Regions from separate parts of the Mus musculus genome. Here all the other regions are linked to region 1. A link is a contact called in public ChIA-PET and promoter capture Hi-C data. All regions are on one chromosome and are shown on one strand. The core of a region is the stretch at or near the end of the contact, and the rest is flanking DNA. Distances in the headings are between cores, read along the strand shown. Region 1 holds the start of Ly9 (lymphocyte antigen 9). Region 2 has its middle 43 kb from the start of Vangl2. Region 3 holds the start of Cfap126 (cilia and flagella associated protein 126). Region 4 holds the start of Slamf6 (SLAM family member 6). Region 5 holds the start of Ppox (protoporphyrinogen oxidase). Region 6 holds the start of Copa (coatomer protein complex subunit alpha).

Region 1 (2,700 bases), core at 67-2,566:
AAAGGGTGACTTCACTGGGTATAAGTCATCTCACCCATCTCATACAGGCTAAGAGTCAAAAATCTCAACACAGCTCATGAAGCCACTTGTAAGATGGCCTGCAAAGGATTTATGTTCCCCTTTCTGAGAAAATACCACAACCAAGATTCTTAAGACAATTAATGAATCATGCTTACAGTCAAAATACAATGTTGACCTCTGTGCCACCCACACACAGAGGGAATTCCCTTGAGTCTTGTGGTCTATGTTCTTATCTTGTCAATATTCCTTTCTTATCTGGAAACCGACACAATGAAAGTTACACACCACCTCATAATCTCATCTACAAAAGGAAAATGTTTTATATAAAATATGCATACCAGAATATTTTTACTTACTCTTTAACCCCATGTATAGCCTGTATGGTTCAAACAATGTAACTCCAAAATCCACAAAATCAGATATGTATAGTTACTGCCAAGGTACTGAGGTACACATCACCCTGGATTCCATCTCTCTTAGAGTGCACATTCTTTTCTCATTTAAACTAACTTTGCTTCTGACTGACTTGTCCTGAAATTCTTTTCTGCATCATAAATCAAAATCCCTGTGCATAGGGCAGAGATATTCAGCCACATTTCTTGAGGCACTATTAACAATAACCAACTTAGGGACTCAGCCTAGATGTTCATCAATAGAGGAAAAATGACGTATACGAACAAAACAGCATTTTTCTTCAATTATAAAGAAAATGAGACATTCAAGAAAATCAACAGAACTAGAGATCATTATATTGAGGGAAATATTCCAGGTTCAGAAAGATATTCATAATTTCTTTCCTATGTAGAACCTACATTATATATATATATATATCATATACATACACACACACACACACACACACACACACATGACATGAATTAGAGGAAGGAGAGAAGAAAATGGGGGAATTGGAAATGGGAAAGAAAGAGATGGAAGCCACAGCCTTTCTCTTGTCCTGTATTCAGAAGTGACATATCACTAGCTCTGTCACATCTATTCACTATAAGAAGCCACTAATCTCAGCCTGAATCCAAGAAGAGGACAGTAATGTCCAGAAGTGAGGATACTTAGTAGACATCTTTAGATTCATGGTTAGAGCTCATCTTTGATACTGAAACAAGTGAAGCCCAGCACTGGTTTACAATTTCCTTGCAGGATCTGGATGTGCTTGGGACCTCTCCCTCAGTCTGAGCAGATGCAGGAGTCTGTCGTGCTCAATATAAACAGCTCTTCCTGGGACACACATGCACACATGCACACACTCACACACACACACGCCACAAACCGTGCACCACAAACCACGCATGCGCGTGCACTCACATACTTCAGGAAGTTGTGGTAAGTGCATCTCCTTTAATTTGAAATCTGGAAGTACACCATCATGGCGGATCTAAAGAGATATTGGTGTGACTGGGCTCTAGGTCCACTCTCTGAAAATCCAAGAATGAGTCAGCAGCAGATATTTTCTCCCATTCTTTGGATTCCTCTCCTCTTCCTACTCATGGGTAAGTTCTGCTTGCTACACGCGGTCTCTGAGGTTGGGCTTCTGCCCGGAAGATAGATTCTTGTGGTAAAATCAGGAAATTACCTTCCTTAGGTAAGTACTCTGCAACTATACTTTATTTTGAGAACTGTACATATGTAAGAGTATGTATGCAGTGTGTGTGTGTGTGTGTGTGTGTGTGTGTGTGAGAGAGAGAGAGAGAGAGAGAGAGAGAGAGAGAGAGAGAGAGAGAGAGAGAGAGAGAGAGAGAGAGAACAAACACATTGAATCACCATGAGGAGGTAATATTCTAGCCCAGTCTCAAACCATGTTTCCTTCATACTCACTGTCTCCGGTTTGTTTTCTGTGTAATGTATACAAATTCACAGAGCAATCAGAGCAAACCCTTCTGATGACAAGCCACCTTGCAGCCTCCGGGGGCACAAACACTGTTAGATTTTCTTTCTACTTCCTGTCTTAATTCTTGTATCCCCTGGACCATAGAAGCTTCATATGCCCAGGTGACCCTAGACAACGTGACTCCTCCTCCTCCTCCTCCTCCTCCTCCTCCTCCTCCTCCTCCTCCTCCTCCTCCTCCTCCTTCTCCTCCTCCTTCTCCTCCTTCTCCTTCTCCTTCTTCTCTTCCTTTCCCTTTAGGCTACAGCTACACTTCTTTTTTTTTTAAGATTTATTTATTTATTTTATGATATGACTACACCACCATTGCTCTCTTCAGACACACCAGAAGAGGGCATCAAAACCCGTTACAGATGGTTGTGAGCCACCATGTGGTTGCTGGGAATTGAACTCAGGACCTCTGGAACAGCAGTGCTCTTAACCACCGAGCCATCTCTCCAGCCCTACAGCTACACTTCTTTGTCTTCTTTTTATCTTATAATTTTTGCACCCAGAATTCTTGAAGTAGCCAGGATTCAGATCTTGTCTGATTTGATCTAAATTCCTAGAGTACTCTACAAAGCCTCAGGAGCCCTGGAATCGGGGGATCTAGACTGGGGTCATGCAACAGATACCGCAGAGTCTTCATAGGAAAATGAGTTGTGTTGACCAAACACCTGAGCTCTTAAAAGCTTTGATAACAATATTTATCAGAAATATGGACTGTACTTAAAACCAAAACAAAGCAAAACAAATGATACCATCTCTGCCCAACCCCAAGCTTGACATGACTAAGCCAA
Region 2 (2,816 bases), core at 171-2,670, 380 kb before region 1:
ATGTTTGACTCTCATTTAGAAAAGAGAATAAAATAGTCATAGGAGGCAGATGGAGGGAGGGAACAGGGTGGGGGAGGGGATAGGGAGAGGAATGGGGGAGGAGTTCAGGATCAGGTGTGGGGAGGGGCAAGAGGGATGGTCAGATTGCTATGAGAATGAATAGACATCTACAACTAATGGGGCGGGGAGGTAGGGGCATCTCCAGGAAGAGACAGAGAACTGGAATAAGGGAGGCGTCCAAGAATCAACAGAGTGACCTTAGCTGTGACTCACTACATTGGGGATATGGAACCTGAAGGGGCCACCTTCTGTAGCCAGGCAGGGACCCCAGTAGAGCAATAGAGACACCAATCTACCCACAAGACTTTTGATGCAAAATTTATCCTGTCTACAAGAAATGCAGGGACAGGGGATAGAGCAGAGATTGAGGGAACAGCCAACCAATAACCCATTCAACTAGAGACCCATCCCATGGGCAAGCACCAGTCCCTGACACTATTCATGAGACTGTTATGCTTGCAGCCAGGAGTCTAGCATGACTGTCCCCTGAGATGCTCCACCTAGCAGCTGACTCAGACAGATGTGGACACCCACAGCCAAACAGTGGATGGAGCTTGGGAACACTTATGGAAGAATTGGAGGAATGATTGTGACCCCAAAGGTGATAGGCACTCCATAGGAAGACCAGCTAACCTGGACCCTTGAGGCTCCCAGGGACTGAACCACCAATGAATGTATGAGCATACATGGGCTGGACCTAGGCCTCCCTGCACATATGTGCAGCTTGGTCTTCATGTGGGTCCTGAACAGCTGGAATAAGAGGCTATCTCAAAAGCTGTTGCCTGTATGTGCGATATGTTCTTCTAGCTGGGCTGCCTTGTCTGGCCTCAGTGGGAGCTGATTCCCCTTGCCTGGCAGAGACTTGATGTGCCAGGGTGGGGGAATACTCAGAGGGACCCCCACCCATTTGGAGGATAAGGGGAGGGGAGATGGGAGAAAGAGGAGGGGGGATGGGAGAAGGATTATGGGAGGGAGTGGCTGGGAGGGGGGCAGTGAGAAGGATGTAAAATGAATAAGTAAGAAAAAAAATAAAGCAAAACAAAAACAAAGAACATCTGGCTGATCTGGAGCTAACAGAGCTCTACCTGGCTCTGCCTCCCCCAGTACTAGAACTAAAGACATGAACCACTATGACCAGAAACATGCCTCTTTTATTATTATTATTTTTTTAAAGCTAGCATACAAGGTAATGGGTTTAATGTGACATCTTCAAACATACTTTATATTTTGTTCCTTTTGTTTTAAGCATGAGCTTGTTTAGACTAGGGCTTGTAAATTTTCTTATTCTTCTGGATATAGACTGAACTTCCAGCCTGTCATGCCTCTTGCTTACATAGTGGGGTGAAGTAGTTTGTGGGTGCCGTGGGGACTGCTGTCACAGCCCTTCCTGTTTATGGCAGGAACCTCCTACTCCCTACATGTTAAGAAAATAGTTTGAAAACTGTTGAGTTGGTTTTTTGTTGTTGTTGTTTGCTTCTTTGGTTGCTTCAGAGTAGAACCACCAAGTTGTTTGCTGGCTCTGGTGAGGCAGAATCATCTGAAGCAGAAAGCAGCCTGCAGTGTCAGGAAAGGGACCTTGCAGATGCCTAGCTGCTGCTCCCAGCCCTGGGAGTCTTGTCTGACCACAGCCTTTATCTGTGAATGTATGGGGTTGCACTGGCTGATTTTAACGAGACATCTTTTCTCTCTTCTCTTCGTTTTCCTTCTTTCCTTTTTTCTTTTCTTTCCCTCCAACCCTTTCCCATCTTACTCTCTTTCTTTCCCACTCATCTCCCTTCTCTTCCTCTCCCATCCCCTTTTGGGCAGGATTCTGGGCCATGTCCAAAACTGGTTGTGTACTCCCCATCTTCCCAGCTGACTAAAGAGCTAGGATTACAGGCATGCACCACTATGCTCACCTTTCAGTCGGCTTTTTAGAAAAGAAATGATGTGTGCATGCCACAACCATTGTGTGGAGAACAGATGACAACCCTGGATGCCAGTCTCTCCTTCCTCCTTGTCTGGGACAGGAGCTCTTTGTTGTTGGCTGCTGTGTAAACCTGGCTTGCTAGCTCATACACTTTTTGGCGATCTCTTGCCTCCTCCCTCCGTCTTGCTGCAGAAGTACTGGGGCTTCATGTTCTCTTATATTTGATATTATCTCTATACCGAGGGCAGTGCTTTTGTTATTTGAGAGGTATTTGGTGGTATCTCAGTAGTTTTGATTTGCATTTCTAGATTGTTAGAGAAGTTGAGAAATTTCCACGTCTTGATAGATTGTCTGGATTTCCCCTTTGTGCTTTGGGAAATGCCTGTTCACCTCTGTTTCATTCTCAATTCATTATATGTTTCTGGATGTTAGTCCTTCATTGGTCATTTATGCTGTCAACATTGCCTCCCAGTTTGTAGCTTGGCTTTCCACTTTCTTTTTGTTTTTGTTAGGTGAACAGGTTTGGAAAAATTGAATGAATGAATGAATGAATAGCGTTTCTTCTTAAAATACCTTGCAAAGAAATCTCTTCTTAAGCTAAAGTCACGAAGATATTCTGTGGCTCCTTTAAGATCATACAGTGTCTTTCCAGACCCTTCTTCTGTCAGCATTCCTGGAATTCAGGGTTATGTGTGGTGGCAAGAAGCATAGAGAGATCCCATTCTTTTAATGTAATTTATTAAACAAAACAAAGCAGAAATGCAGTCCCTTCCCTGCTACCACTGCAACCTCTGTTACTTACCAGTTTCCTATTGATTTTTCCAGTCTGACTCATCAGGGGTCCCCC
Region 3 (2,890 bases), core at 71-2,570, 480 kb after region 1:
TTATGTTTGTGACACACTGCTGGAGACTGCTAGATTAGACCAAGGGATGGTAACCAAATCCACATTGCTACCTGCTTTTAGAAGGCCAAGGGGCAGAAAACGCCACTTTCTTTCTTTCTTTCTTTCTTTCTTTCCTCTCTCTCTCTCTCTCTCTCTCTCTCTCTCTCTCTCTCTCTCTCTCTCTCTCTCTCTCTCTCTCTCTCTCTTTTTCTTTCTTTCTTTGAGGCTGGGTTCCACCCTTCTGTCCCTGCCTCCCTGGCAAGAACGTTTTTTATTTGTAAAAATAGACCATTTGTAAAAATATTTGTAGACATAAAACAACCATTTGTGTTGCTTTGACAGAAGGTAGTTGGCCAAGGTGGCACACACCTGTAAGCCTCACGCTTAGCAGAGGAAGGTAGGAGGGTTGTGACTTTGTGGTCCAGTCTGGGATAGGTAGGTAGTAGCAAAACCTTACCTGTCTACCTACTCACACACATACACATAAACGAAGAAAAAGAACAACACTAAACTGGGAATACTAAAGAAGGAAAATATTTTCTCCAAAGGAACTCCAAAAATGTGTAGGCAATATTTTGTTTCTTTTCTTACTACAAGACTCTGGCTGGCCTGGAACTCTCTATGTAGACCAGGCTGGCCTCGAACCATCAGTGACTATTTTGTGTCCTTGTTTTCATTCTCTCTCTCTCTCTCTCTCTCTCTCTCTCTCTCTCTCTCTCTCTCTCTCTCTCTCTCTTTCTCTCTCTCTCTGTGTGTGTGTGGAGGGGGAGGGGTTCTCTTGAAGCTCAGGTTAGCCTTGGACTCAGTATGTAGCCCCAGAATGCCTTGAACACCCATCCTCCTGCCTCGGGGACCACTGGGGAGCATCTCTACCCCTATATTTTGAATTTTTCTGAAACAAATTAGTGCTAACTTTCATATAAATAGATATGACTTTGTCACTTGACTTACAAAGCCTAAACTGCTTACTCTGGCCTGTACAAATAAAATCACTGCTTCCTGGCTTACGGTCTACAGATTTAACCCAGATCCTCTTTGCTTGTTCCTGGGCCCTCCCACCCATGAGATGAAGCACCGCCTCAACCCAGTCAGAGTCTGATGGGAGCGGGCAGTCAAGGGCAGCATCTGGAACATAAACTCAAATGTAAAAGGGTGACGAGCAAGCGCTTACCTGGTTGGCACTGTAGTTAGTGGCCATGATCCAGTGCTGTTTACACTTGTTGCCTGGCAACTGCAGAAGGCCAGCCTTCTGGGAGTTACTCCCGGTCAGCAGGGGTTGGGCTACATTCTGTGGTTTACACTACCCTCTTCCTTTCTCTCTGAAACGTAGGTTCATTTTCATTTTAGAGTATAGAGGCCCAAACAAACATGAGAAAATGAACTGAGAAGTAGCCATGGATACCTTGAACACCCCGTCCTCCTGCCTCTGCTTCCAAAATCCCAGGACCACTGAGCAGGACCGCTGCATTTGCCTCAGTTACTATACTTTGCATGTGTCCAAAACAAATCAGGGATAACTGTCATGTAAATAGCTGTTTCCCCAACATAGTTAAGTCTGCTTCAGAATTTCCAGGTTGTCTTTGAATGACATCTTCAACTATTTAAACAAACTTTGAGACCCCCCAACCCCCGTGAGCTGAGTGTGTGAGACACTGTGGTATAATGAACTAAGCCTAACCCCTCATCCATCACACACTGTAGTGATGGCCTGCTTTGTACACTGAAGAATAAGGTGAATGAAATGTTCACAGTGGGAATTGGGCGCTGCCAAGATGCTGCTCACAGGATAACAAAGGCACACTGCTTAGGAAGCAACCAACTGGTTTGTTCCCAAAAGGAAATATATGTCTTATCCTTGGTCCTTAAGTGACTCCTGTCTCCTCCATCCCCCTACAGTCACAGGACCCAAGATATAGCTTCATAGTGTTGGTTAGGATATGGCAAATCAGAACGTAGGGTGGGAAACTGAGTAGGTACCAGGGCCTGAGCCTATTAGCTATAAAACCAAGGAACCCTGAGAGACTCATTGAAATTTCTGTTAAGTCCATCTACTCATCTATTGGGGTGTTAGAACTAAAGAGGGCTTGTCAGTTACAAAGTCTTAAGTTTTAAAAAAAGGAAAAAACCCAAGTTGTCCAAAGATACTTAAGAGCCAGATATGGCTGTGCACGCCTGTAATCCCAGTATCCAGGAAGTGGAGGCAGGAGGATCTCAAGTTCAAGACCAGCCTTGGCTATGTAGTAGGATCCTGTCTCCAAAAAACAGGGAAGGGACTCATGAGGCCCCCCCTCCTTCCTGGAGCTATGGAGGCGTTAACTGTTGCTGGGGGAGGGGCTCACAAGGCCCCGCCCTTTATGTTAATAGTTCTGGAGAGGGCAGGATCTTCTTTTCAGTGTTGTAACCAGCCACACTGGTAGGTGGTCCATGCTCCTGGGAATAACCTCCCACGTGTGCAAGCATCTCTGAGCTCAGACACACACACACACACACACACACACACACACACACACACTCAAACACGAAAGCATGGTGACGCCTCTAACCTCAGAACTTGGAGGAGTCAGACCTCTAAATGTGAGCCAACCAGGTTTACATAGTAAGTTCCAGGCCAGTCAGGGATGCATAGAAAGGCCTTATCTCAACAACCAAACAACAAGAACAAAAGTCCACGTGAAGTGAGAAGAGGGTATAGGGGGAAGCAGGTGGGGTCCACTGGGAGGGGGAGGGGCATAAGAGGGTGAACGCAATCAGAATCCTACATGAATGAAAATGTCACAATGAAACCCATTATTCTATAGATCATAGGTGCTGGTTTGAAGGAAGGACGTGGGGTGGGGAAGGGATCTGGGGAGATGGCTCAGTGACTGGGAGTGCTCTCTGCTCATCCAGT
Region 4 (2,701 bases), core at 107-2,606, 310 kb before region 1:
GCCAAGACGTTAATTCCGCAGAACAGAAATTGTGTTGACTTAGTTCCTGAAACGCCCACAGTGCCGTGCATTCAGTGGTCATTTAGTGAATGGTTTATCAAATGACTTAATGAACCTTGCTTTCTTTTTCTTTCTGTTGTCAATTTGTCTAGATAGCTCTATATCTGCAGTATGTCTTGGTTTGTGTGTGTGCATGCACACAGGTGTTTGTTACTGAAAGTTTTAGTCAAGTGATTTGTTTTTATTTTTATTGGTTTTTTTCAGCTACCTGATGACTAATAGAATTTTCAAAAGTTATTTAAATTGCCATAGTCTAAGTTACTTGTAGCTATTAATAGAATAAATTCACAAACACGTTATGGACATCTAAATGTAATGCATGTTTAATAATTAGCTCATTTTCTGGAATAAAATAAATGCTAGGCTACCTATTGGTTCTTTTTTTTTTTCTTCAATGAATTCTCTCGGGGCTAGGTCTGTGTTAGTAGCCATTGCTTGATCTCCTGTTTTAGAACACTACGCTTCAGTCCAGATAGGCACCCTCTGAGTTCTTAAAGACAGTGAGAGCTTTCCAGATAGCAGGGAGAAGAAGCAGGCTCAGTCAATCCCTTCCTAATTGCAGTGTGAAAGCGTTGGTGGGTTTTCAGTATCTGAGCGAAGAGTGAAGCTCGGGAAAGATAATGAAGCCCCCTGAAGTCGCACAGTATCACAGTAGTTAAATTGTAGATCTTTTTCCCGCTTAAACTTATTTTTGTACCACAATACGCTGGTCACGAACAGTCCTGACTTACAAAGACTCATTTTCCATATCTCAGAAAACACTTCCCTTCCCCTTGGCCCCCAGCCGAAGTGTTTGCTCTGAATCAGTCCCGTGGCAGTCTGCGGGAAGCAGTTCGCTAGGACCACGGTGAGCTTTCTAAGTCTCTGAATAGAGAACTGGGCAGTCAACCTGACCAAGAGGAGCAAGGCATTCCAAAGAAGGAACTCACTCAGTGACTCAATCAGTTTCCACAGACGTTTTTTACCTGAGCCGAGGCAGAAGACAAGTGGAAAGAGCCAGACCATCCTCTGACAGGCGGAGTCGGGTGCTGGAGCCCTTGAGACAGCCATTCTTTCATAAGCTTGTCGCTGAGACTTTCTGTTCCCCTATTGATGAGAGCTCTTCCTCTATGTTAGCAAACCTTTGGTTGTCGTGATTAACTTCACACTTGGCTTACAAGAATATCTTTTGTAAGCTAAGACTCTTAGCAGTAGGGAACGTGGAACTTGAACGGGCCATCTTCTGTAACCAGGCAAGACTTCTGGTGGAGGGACTGGGACACCAACCCAGCCACAAAAACCTTCTACTTATGATTTGTCTTGCCAGCAAGATGTGCTGGGGTAAAGGTGACACAGAAATTGTGGGAGTGGCCAATCAGTGACTGGTCCATCTTAAGACCTATGCCAGGACGGGGAGCCCACTCCTGATACTGTGTGGAGAGCCATGAAGCAGAGGCTGGATAGCCCAGAGACACAACAAACAAACAAACAAACAAACAAACAAACAAACCAACCATAGCAAAACAAATCTGCTATACTTGAGGCAGGAGCCTAGCCCAGTTGTCATCAGAGAGGCTTCACCCAGCAACTGATGGAAACAGATGCAGAGATCCAGAGTCAAACATCCTGTGGAGCTTGGGGAATCTTGCAGAAGAGGTGGAGGAAGGATTGTTGGAGACAAAGGGGTCAAGGACACCTCAAGAAAACCTACAGAATCAATTAGCCTGGGTTCATGGGGCGCTCACAGAGACTGAAGTGGCAACTAGGGACCCTGCATGGTTCTAACCTAGGTGCTATATATATATATATATATATATATATATATTATATATATAATGATTATGTAGCTTGGTCTTCTAGTAGGACTTCCAACAGTGGGATAGGGGGCTGTCTCTGACTCTTGCCTGATTTTGGGACTCTTCCTCCTATTGGGTTGCCTAGTCCTTATGAGGGGAGGTACCTAGTTTTATTGCAACTGGATATGCCTTGTTTGGTTGATATCCCTGAGAGACTTGCTCTTTTCTGGAGCGAAAAGGAAGAGAACTGGATGGAGGGGGCTGAGGGAGGTGTTGGGGGAAGTAAGGGGGGAGGGGAAAGACTGGGAGGGAGGAGAGAGGGAAACTGCTGTCAGGGATGTAATATATATGAGAGAAGAATACCTTGAAAAAGAAAGGAAATACCTTGAATGATTTTAACTTAGAAATTTTTAGAGAGACTTAAATCGTGTCCTCTCTACGCACTTGAGAAAATGTTCACCTTGTCTGTGCCATCTTCTGTAATGCTTGTCAGATCTTACTCGTTTATAATGTGGCTCAGTTGTTATTTTTTTTTGCCCCAATCCCTGTGGTTCTGACCTCGGAAGATTCGGATGCTGGAGGCTTGGTCTCCAGTATGTTGATGCAGATGTGGTGGCAACTTTGAGAAGGTCCAAGTAGAAAAGTATTAGGTCATTGATGGTGCTCTGAGAGTGGGCTGTCAGGTATGCAAATGCCTTTGAACCACCCCCACGCCTACAGATAACCCCTCATCCGTGCACCTGTCAGTAACCTCAAAGAACTAATCCGGACTTGTGAGGGCTGTTTCTTTGTTTTGTTCTCAGTCCTATATGAGGTGATTAGAGATACTTGCTCAAATCTCCCCAGGGGGGGGGGGGGAGTCACAA
Region 5 (2,700 bases), core at 132-2,631, 330 kb after region 1:
GTGTCCACTATGGCCACTACACAGCCCTGTGCCGGTGCCAGACTGGTTGGCATGTCTACAATGACTCCCGGTGAGAATAGCCTCTTGTTCAACTCCTGCCCCCTCCCACCGCCCCCCCCCCAGCTCCGAAAAGATAAGTTCCTGACAAAGGATAGGTGGAGAGTCTCTCCTGATCTCCACCTGGCTACTCTGAGTCTTGTGGGATGGAGGGGGAATCTACAAGAATGACCACTGACCACAGCCGTGTCCCGTTTCTCTTCTCAGCGTTTCCCCTGTCAGTGAAAATCAGGTGGCATCCAGTGAGGGCTACGTGCTGTTCTACCAATTGATGCAGGAACCACTTCGGTGCCTGTGACACCATCTTGAAGCCCTGGCACCTGTGAAAACCTTCCCAACACCCTTAAGCCCCCAGTTACCTCACAGACGTCTATTTTTGTGTCTTTTTAATCGGGGAGGGGAGGAGGGTTGGTTGTAGCTCCCGTTATTTTTTTTATTAAGAAGTACCCTTCCGCCTTGTTTTCCTGTCCCATGTACAGAAACCACCAGACCCTTGACCATGTACAGCCCCCAGAACCTCTGCAATCTCACTTTTTTGTGAATAAATTTATTAAGAAAAAAGTGATGTTCATGTTTGTATTTGTGGATAAGAGGGAATGGATATCTAGAATTTTGGTTCAATTGGAGCCTTTCTGGGCCCCAATTCTGTCTCTGGACAGGTGGGGGCGCTCTCACAACAGAAGGAAAAGAACAGGGATTGAGCTGGCCCCAGCCTTGGACCCAAACACTGAGTTTAGTGGAACTAGGCAGACAAACCCTGAGACCTGTGAAGTTGCGGGAAAGCCTGAAACTAGAGTGCAGGCATTGGCACGCCGGTTTTTCCTGAGAGGGGTACTGCCCCTCGAGGGCAAGGCATCCAAGAACCCCTGTTGACAAACACTGGTACCGTTGCCGGGCGGCCCTTGCTCCCGTAGGCCCTGTCTGTTGCTAACATCAAGGAGCTGTTTATGGAGCCTTCTCCCCACGGACTGGCCTCCAAGTGTCTCTCTCTTTCTCCCTAACTAAAGCTCGTGGGGCTCTCCCACCTCCAGGGTTTTCACCACAGACCTGGGAAGCTTGAGCTGGGGAATGCTCAAGGATTTCGCTGTCCTGTCCCTGGGGAAGGCAGTGCCGGTTACTGCAACTAACTCCGATTAGGACACGAACAGGTTAACCCGCTCCACGGAACTGACTCCGAAAGCGGCTGTTGCTCCTCTGGTAGCGTCACTGCCAATATGGTGTTTTCATTGGTGAATGTATCCAGAGCTCACCAATCCAGAACCCGCACTCCAAGACCCTCCAATCAAGAAGCAAGAAAGTGAAACGCAGTCACGCAGGCCGCCAGAAAGGAATCGACGGAGAGTCGGAGGGACCCTAAAAGTTAGGGGCGGGGATACCAGACTTGAACCTGCTCACCCCTGAGGCTGGAAAAACCGAGTGCTGTAGAATTCTGGCCTCCGAAGGGTTTGTGCTGGGGAGATAGCGTGGGCGTGGCCCTTATCTGCACACGGACAGGATGGACTGCTCCTAGGGCCTCTATCAGTCACTCACTTTCTCGGGTTCCCCCTATCTCGTGGGTAAGTTCTGGCTTCAGAACGAAGACCTTACTCTTCCACCAGCACGTACACGCGCGCCCTGCATTAGTTGCTCATAAATCAGTAAGTGTCCAGAAGTGGGGTATGGGACCAGTGGGGGTTTCTGCAGTTGTAAAACAGAGTGCTCCCCTGCCCCGTTCTCCTGGGGTATCTCGACCTTTTCCCAGGCCTTACGATGGGCCGGACTGTGATAGTACTTGGCGGAGGTATCAGTGGATTGGCCGCAAGTTATCATCTGATCCGAGGCCCCAGTCCTCCTAAGGTGAGTCCCCACTAGTACCAGAGAAAGACTCATTTAATACTCTTGATATTTCTAGCAAAAGCTGCATAGATTTTTGTTCCGTGAAATATGCACTTCCCCCGACCCCCAGTCCCTTTGCCCTGTGGCGACAGTGCTTCACTTTTGGCGCCAGGTGATCTTAGTGGAGGGCAGCAAGCGTTTGGGAGGATGGATCCGCTCAATCCGAGGATCAGATGGTGCGATCTTTGAACTTGGACCTCGAGGGATTAGGCCGGCTGGAGCCCTGGGAGCCCGGACCCTGCTCCTGGTGAGCGTCTTGTGGAATGTGTAGGACAGGTAGTGGAGGAGAGTTCTCCAAAGGGACGGAGTTGCAGAGAGGAAAAACGTTGGGTCAGTTTTTCCTTAGTTTCTCCTCTTCCTGAGGGCTTGTGGAGAACAGGTTTCTGAACTTGGCTTGGAGTCTGAAGTCTTGCCTGTCCGAGGGGATCACCCAGCTGCCCAGAACAGGTTCCTGTATGTAGGCGGTACCCTGCACCCTCTACCCTCCGGCCTCAGGTAACACCTCACTATTACACACACCCCCCTTTCGCTCCCTGTCAGGCCTTCCAGCCACAGGGGGTCTAATGGCTGAAAAGAACCCTCTGAAAGGTGAATCTGGGAGTTTTCTTTTCAACCATGCCTTCCTCCATGCAGGGGGCTACTCCGTCCTTCACCCCCCTTCTCAAAACCTCTGTTTTGGGCTGGGCTGAGGGAGTTGCTGAAGCCCAGGGGCAAAGAGCCTGATGAAACTGTGCACAGTTTTGCCCAGCGCCGCCTTGGACCTGAGGT
Region 6 (2,757 bases), core at 1-2,500, 480 kb before region 1:
TTATAAGAAAGTGTTAACTATCCTTATTTTTAAAGATAAGAATATAGAGATTTAGAGATAGTAAGGAGACACCTTAAGGCGGCTTGTTAGTAGACGTTTCAGAATTCCTAAGCAAGTCTGACTGACTCCAATAAACAAATTCTGAACCACTTCACTATAATGCATATCATGAAATAGTCCAGATATATTTTTTATCAGATTTCCATAGACTTAATTTTTCTAATATCGACATTTTCAAAGAGTGTGATCTCAGGCCTTTGTCTTTCAAGACTTATCACCAAAAATTTAGCTGTTTACCTGGTATTCAAATCTAACACAAAGCATCTGTATTTCACCGGACAATCTTACCCAGGCTCGGGACCTGGTGGGGCAGTAGGCCTCCATTCTCTCACTCCAAATAGGCCAAAAATAAATAAATAAATAAATAGTCCAGCGGAAGCACTGGACATGGAAATGGAGCAGACGGGCTACTGGAGTAGCCAGTGACAGAAGCTGAGACTCAAACCCCAGAAACACTCCATACAACCTGGTTATCAGAAAGCATCCAAGTCATAAGGCCTTAAGAACAGAAAGGGCTGGCACACCCCCCCAGAAGAGGTGGCTGGAAGGAGTAGGGAGCCGGCCTAAGGTTAACGAGCCACGACACGATAAGTTCCAGGACATACGAAGCAGCACGGACTGCAGACTACTCCACTAACCCTAAGCCGCTCCCTCGGTTATTCCTCCGGGTTCTTCCAGGAGGCCCGACGCGGTCAGCGAGTCCTGCCTTAGTGACAGCACCACTACCCCCAACACCCAACCTCCGCTGTTCCCGTTTCTTCTCCACTACCTTTGACCCGCGCGCTCTTCGTCTCGAATTTGGTTAGCATCCTTCAGGCCTCGGGCTCCTAGGTCAGGTTAGCGGGTCCCGCCGCTCCCGGTGGCACTCCCAAGGCTTCCACGTCAGCTACTCCCGGGTCGCGGCTCCCGGAAGCTCCTCGGACAAGGACTTCCGGTCTCTGGAGCGCTGGGCCACAGAGACGATGCTAGCGGAAGCCTAGAGAGGCCGCTACGAGTCTGGAAGGGACCTGAGGCTTCCGCCCAGCGGAGAGGCAAGATGGCTACGACTAGGGGCGGCTCTGGGCCTGACCCAGGAAGTCGGGGTCTTCTTCTTCTGTCTTTTTCCGTGGTACTGGCAGGTGAGGTCACCCCACCCCGGAGCTCTGGTCTTTAAGAGGAGCCGTCCGGAACGGCCCATCGCTAGTGCAGGCAATGCCCTTCTGGTTCCGATTGCCCCTCTGTCCCCCGCCCTGGAAATCCTTCTTGTCTTTCGTTCCCATGACATAAGTTCCTCCTTTGCCTGGACCTGCATTTCCTTAGTTCTCTCCAGCCCTTTTCTGGGTTTCCAGCCTGATTCTCTTCAACCTTTCTCGCATGCCTCGTTCTCTGTTTAAAGCCCAGCCACCCCATCAGCCATCAAAAGGGACAGGTGTGAAAAGCTCAGCCCCCTTCCTCCGGTTTAGTATGTTTGAGATCAAAACAGTCTCGTTTCGTGGTCTTTGTGCGACGTTGAAAAAATGAGAGCCCCCGTTTCCTCCTGTTGGTTCTAGCCTAAATTTGTGTTCCTTGTTTTCTTAGCTTACTAAAGTGAGGCTAACGTTAGCTTAGCTGCTTTAAACTGTTAAGAGGGAAGTAATGATTCAAGGAATCTTAGACGTTTAATGTATATGAATATTTTCTTTTTTTCCAATCTAATGTCTATTTAGTGATCTTTAAATTATGAAGTACAATCAGTAACACACCTGTAATTATTTATAGTGTGTTCAACTAAGAGTTAAGCAAAGATATATATATATATCTTTCTAGGTAAGCCCTGAAATGCAGCCATTTCCTTGTATAGCCATGACTCCGTCTTTCTCAACATTCACATTGCTTTTGATTAGCTTCAAGGGAGGAACTGTAGCTGTCCCATACTCTAGGTGTGTGGGCAAATGGTCTGATATTTCATTAACTGACCAGGTGTGTGGCATAACGTTTCTTCTCCTAGGTCTGTTCAGATTCTTAGGTGGTTTTTGTTGTTAGTGCTTTTCTTTGTTTGGTTTTGGCAATCTATATTCTTAGACCAGAGCTCTTTTGATAACTAATTAGTAATGTACAGGCAAGCTAAAAGAAGCAGACTTGTTTAGCCCTGAAACTTGACGCCGGCACATCTGAAGTCAAAGACTTTTGACAATCACCTTTTAGCTTTATAATTAATCGATCATCATGGAGTCTAATAACTTTCTAAAATACACAGCTAGGTCCTCTTTACAATACTTATGTTCCAATAATGTGGCCAAGAAGTGAAAAGAATGATCATTAATCTTGTGTTAGACAGTATGATCGTGAATGCTTTACTGAAACCATGAATCGAGCTGATGATGATAGAGGCTAATACCAAATTATCTTTCACTTTTTCCTAATACTGTTTATCTTCTGATCAGGATTGTGTGGGGGAAACTCAGTGGAGAGGAAAATCTACATTCCCTTAAATAAAACAGCTCCTTGTGTCCGCCTGCTCAACGCCACTCATCAGATTGGCTGCCAGTGTAAGTTGGAATTGGAATTTGTATTTGTGGTCATTAATAATTCAGTTTGTATCCTGGATACTCAGAAATACTCATATCCTGCTTAGGAGTCTTGGCATTCAAATTACAGTGTATGTATAGAAGGTGATTATCATCTGTCAAACCAGGCAAGATAATTAATAAGAGCTGAAACTTAGTAAATGCTCTTTTA

Evidence for each region. Promoter capture Hi-C pulls out the DNA fragments that hold promoters and counts their contacts. ChIA-PET counts read pairs in DNA pulled down with a chosen protein or histone mark.
Region 2: an RNA polymerase II ChIA-PET map of memory CD8 T cells shows a contact between it and region 1, with 23 read pairs. The contact joins the enhancer-like site here to the promoter of Ly9 in region 1. A contact is called at or near these places in 3 of 39 promoter capture datasets (the C10 cell line, cranial neural crest and hippocampal neurons), 5 of 484 Hi-C or Micro-C datasets (the C10 cell line, the HPC-7 cell line, LSK cells and 1 more) and 2 of 115 datasets of contacts at active chromatin or transcription factors (bone marrow-derived macrophages and memory CD8 T cells).
Region 3: a promoter capture Hi-C map of pre-B cells shows a contact between it and region 1, with 2.2 times the contacts expected there. The contact joins the promoter of Cfap126 here to the promoter of Ly9 in region 1. A contact is called at or near these places in 1 of 39 promoter capture datasets (pre-B cells), 1 of 484 Hi-C or Micro-C datasets (LSK cells) and 1 of 115 datasets of contacts at active chromatin or transcription factors (memory CD8 T cells).
Region 4: an RNA polymerase II ChIA-PET map of memory CD8 T cells shows a contact between it and region 1, with 53 read pairs. The contact joins the promoter of Slamf6 here to the promoter of Ly9 in region 1. A contact is called at or near these places in 1 of 39 promoter capture datasets (the C10 cell line), 1 of 115 datasets of contacts at active chromatin or transcription factors (memory CD8 T cells) and 3 of 9 other capture datasets (adipose tissue, embryonic stem cells and liver).
Region 5: a contact with region 1 is called in an RNA polymerase II ChIA-PET map of memory CD8 T cells, with 7 read pairs. The contact joins the promoter of Ppox here to the promoter of Ly9 in region 1. A contact is called at or near these places in 1 of 115 datasets of contacts at active chromatin or transcription factors (memory CD8 T cells) and 2 of 9 other capture datasets (adipose tissue and liver).
Region 6: a contact with region 1 is called in an RNA polymerase II ChIA-PET map of memory CD8 T cells, with 24 read pairs. The contact joins the promoter of Copa here to the promoter of Ly9 in region 1. A contact is called at or near these places in 2 of 39 promoter capture datasets (cranial neural crest and pre-B cells), 2 of 115 datasets of contacts at active chromatin or transcription factors (effector CD8 T cells and memory CD8 T cells) and 1 of 9 other capture datasets (adipose tissue).

The regions. Positions count from the first base shown.
Region 1 is chr1:171,606,026-171,608,725 of GRCm38.p6, reverse strand. It overlaps Ly9 (lymphocyte antigen 9), which reads left to right and starts at 1,316. Exons shown (of 10, transcript NM_008534.3): 1 at 1,316-1,526. The coding sequence starts at 1,403.
Region 2 is chr1:171,982,420-171,985,235 of GRCm38.p6, reverse strand. No RefSeq gene overlaps it. Among named protein-coding and RNA genes, the nearest start is that of Vangl2, 43 kb to the left of the region's middle. Within about 2 kb of position 1,420, at least 21 of the 459 cell types and tissues checked have an H3K27ac peak or open chromatin away from gene starts, as enhancers often do. A contact at or near this core is called in memory CD8 T cells, where this site is marked.
Region 3 is chr1:171,121,475-171,124,364 of GRCm38.p6, reverse strand. Cfap126 (cilia and flagella associated protein 126) reads right to left here and starts at 1,320. Exons shown (of 5, transcript NM_001379426.1): 1 at 1,172-1,320. The coding sequence starts at 1,198.
Region 4 is chr1:171,916,117-171,918,817 of GRCm38.p6, reverse strand. Slamf6 (SLAM family member 6) reads right to left here and starts at 1,356. Exons shown (of 9, transcript NM_001347186.1): 1 at 1,026-1,356. The coding sequence starts at 1,110. All of the region lies in intron 1 of Gm37065 (predicted gene, 37065), which reads left to right.
Region 5 is chr1:171,279,867-171,282,566 of GRCm38.p6, reverse strand. It overlaps Ppox (protoporphyrinogen oxidase), which reads left to right and starts at 1,381. Exons shown (of 13, transcript NM_008911.2): 1 at 1,381-1,694; 2 at 1,799-1,893; 3 at 2,045-2,179; 4 at 2,312-2,427; 5 at 2,566-2,698. The coding sequence starts at 1,807. It overlaps Usp21 (ubiquitin specific peptidase 21), which reads left to right. Exons shown (of 13, transcript NM_013919.4): 12 at 1-70; 13 at 265-618. The coding sequence ends at 355.
Region 6 is chr1:172,081,022-172,083,778 of GRCm38.p6, reverse strand. It overlaps Copa (coatomer protein complex subunit alpha), which reads right to left and starts at 1,250. Exons shown (of 33, transcript NM_009938.4): 1 at 830-1,250. The coding sequence starts at 869. It overlaps Ncstn (nicastrin), which reads left to right and starts at 1,030. Exons shown (of 17, transcript NM_021607.3): 1 at 1,030-1,178; 2 at 2,463-2,567. The coding sequence starts at 1,097.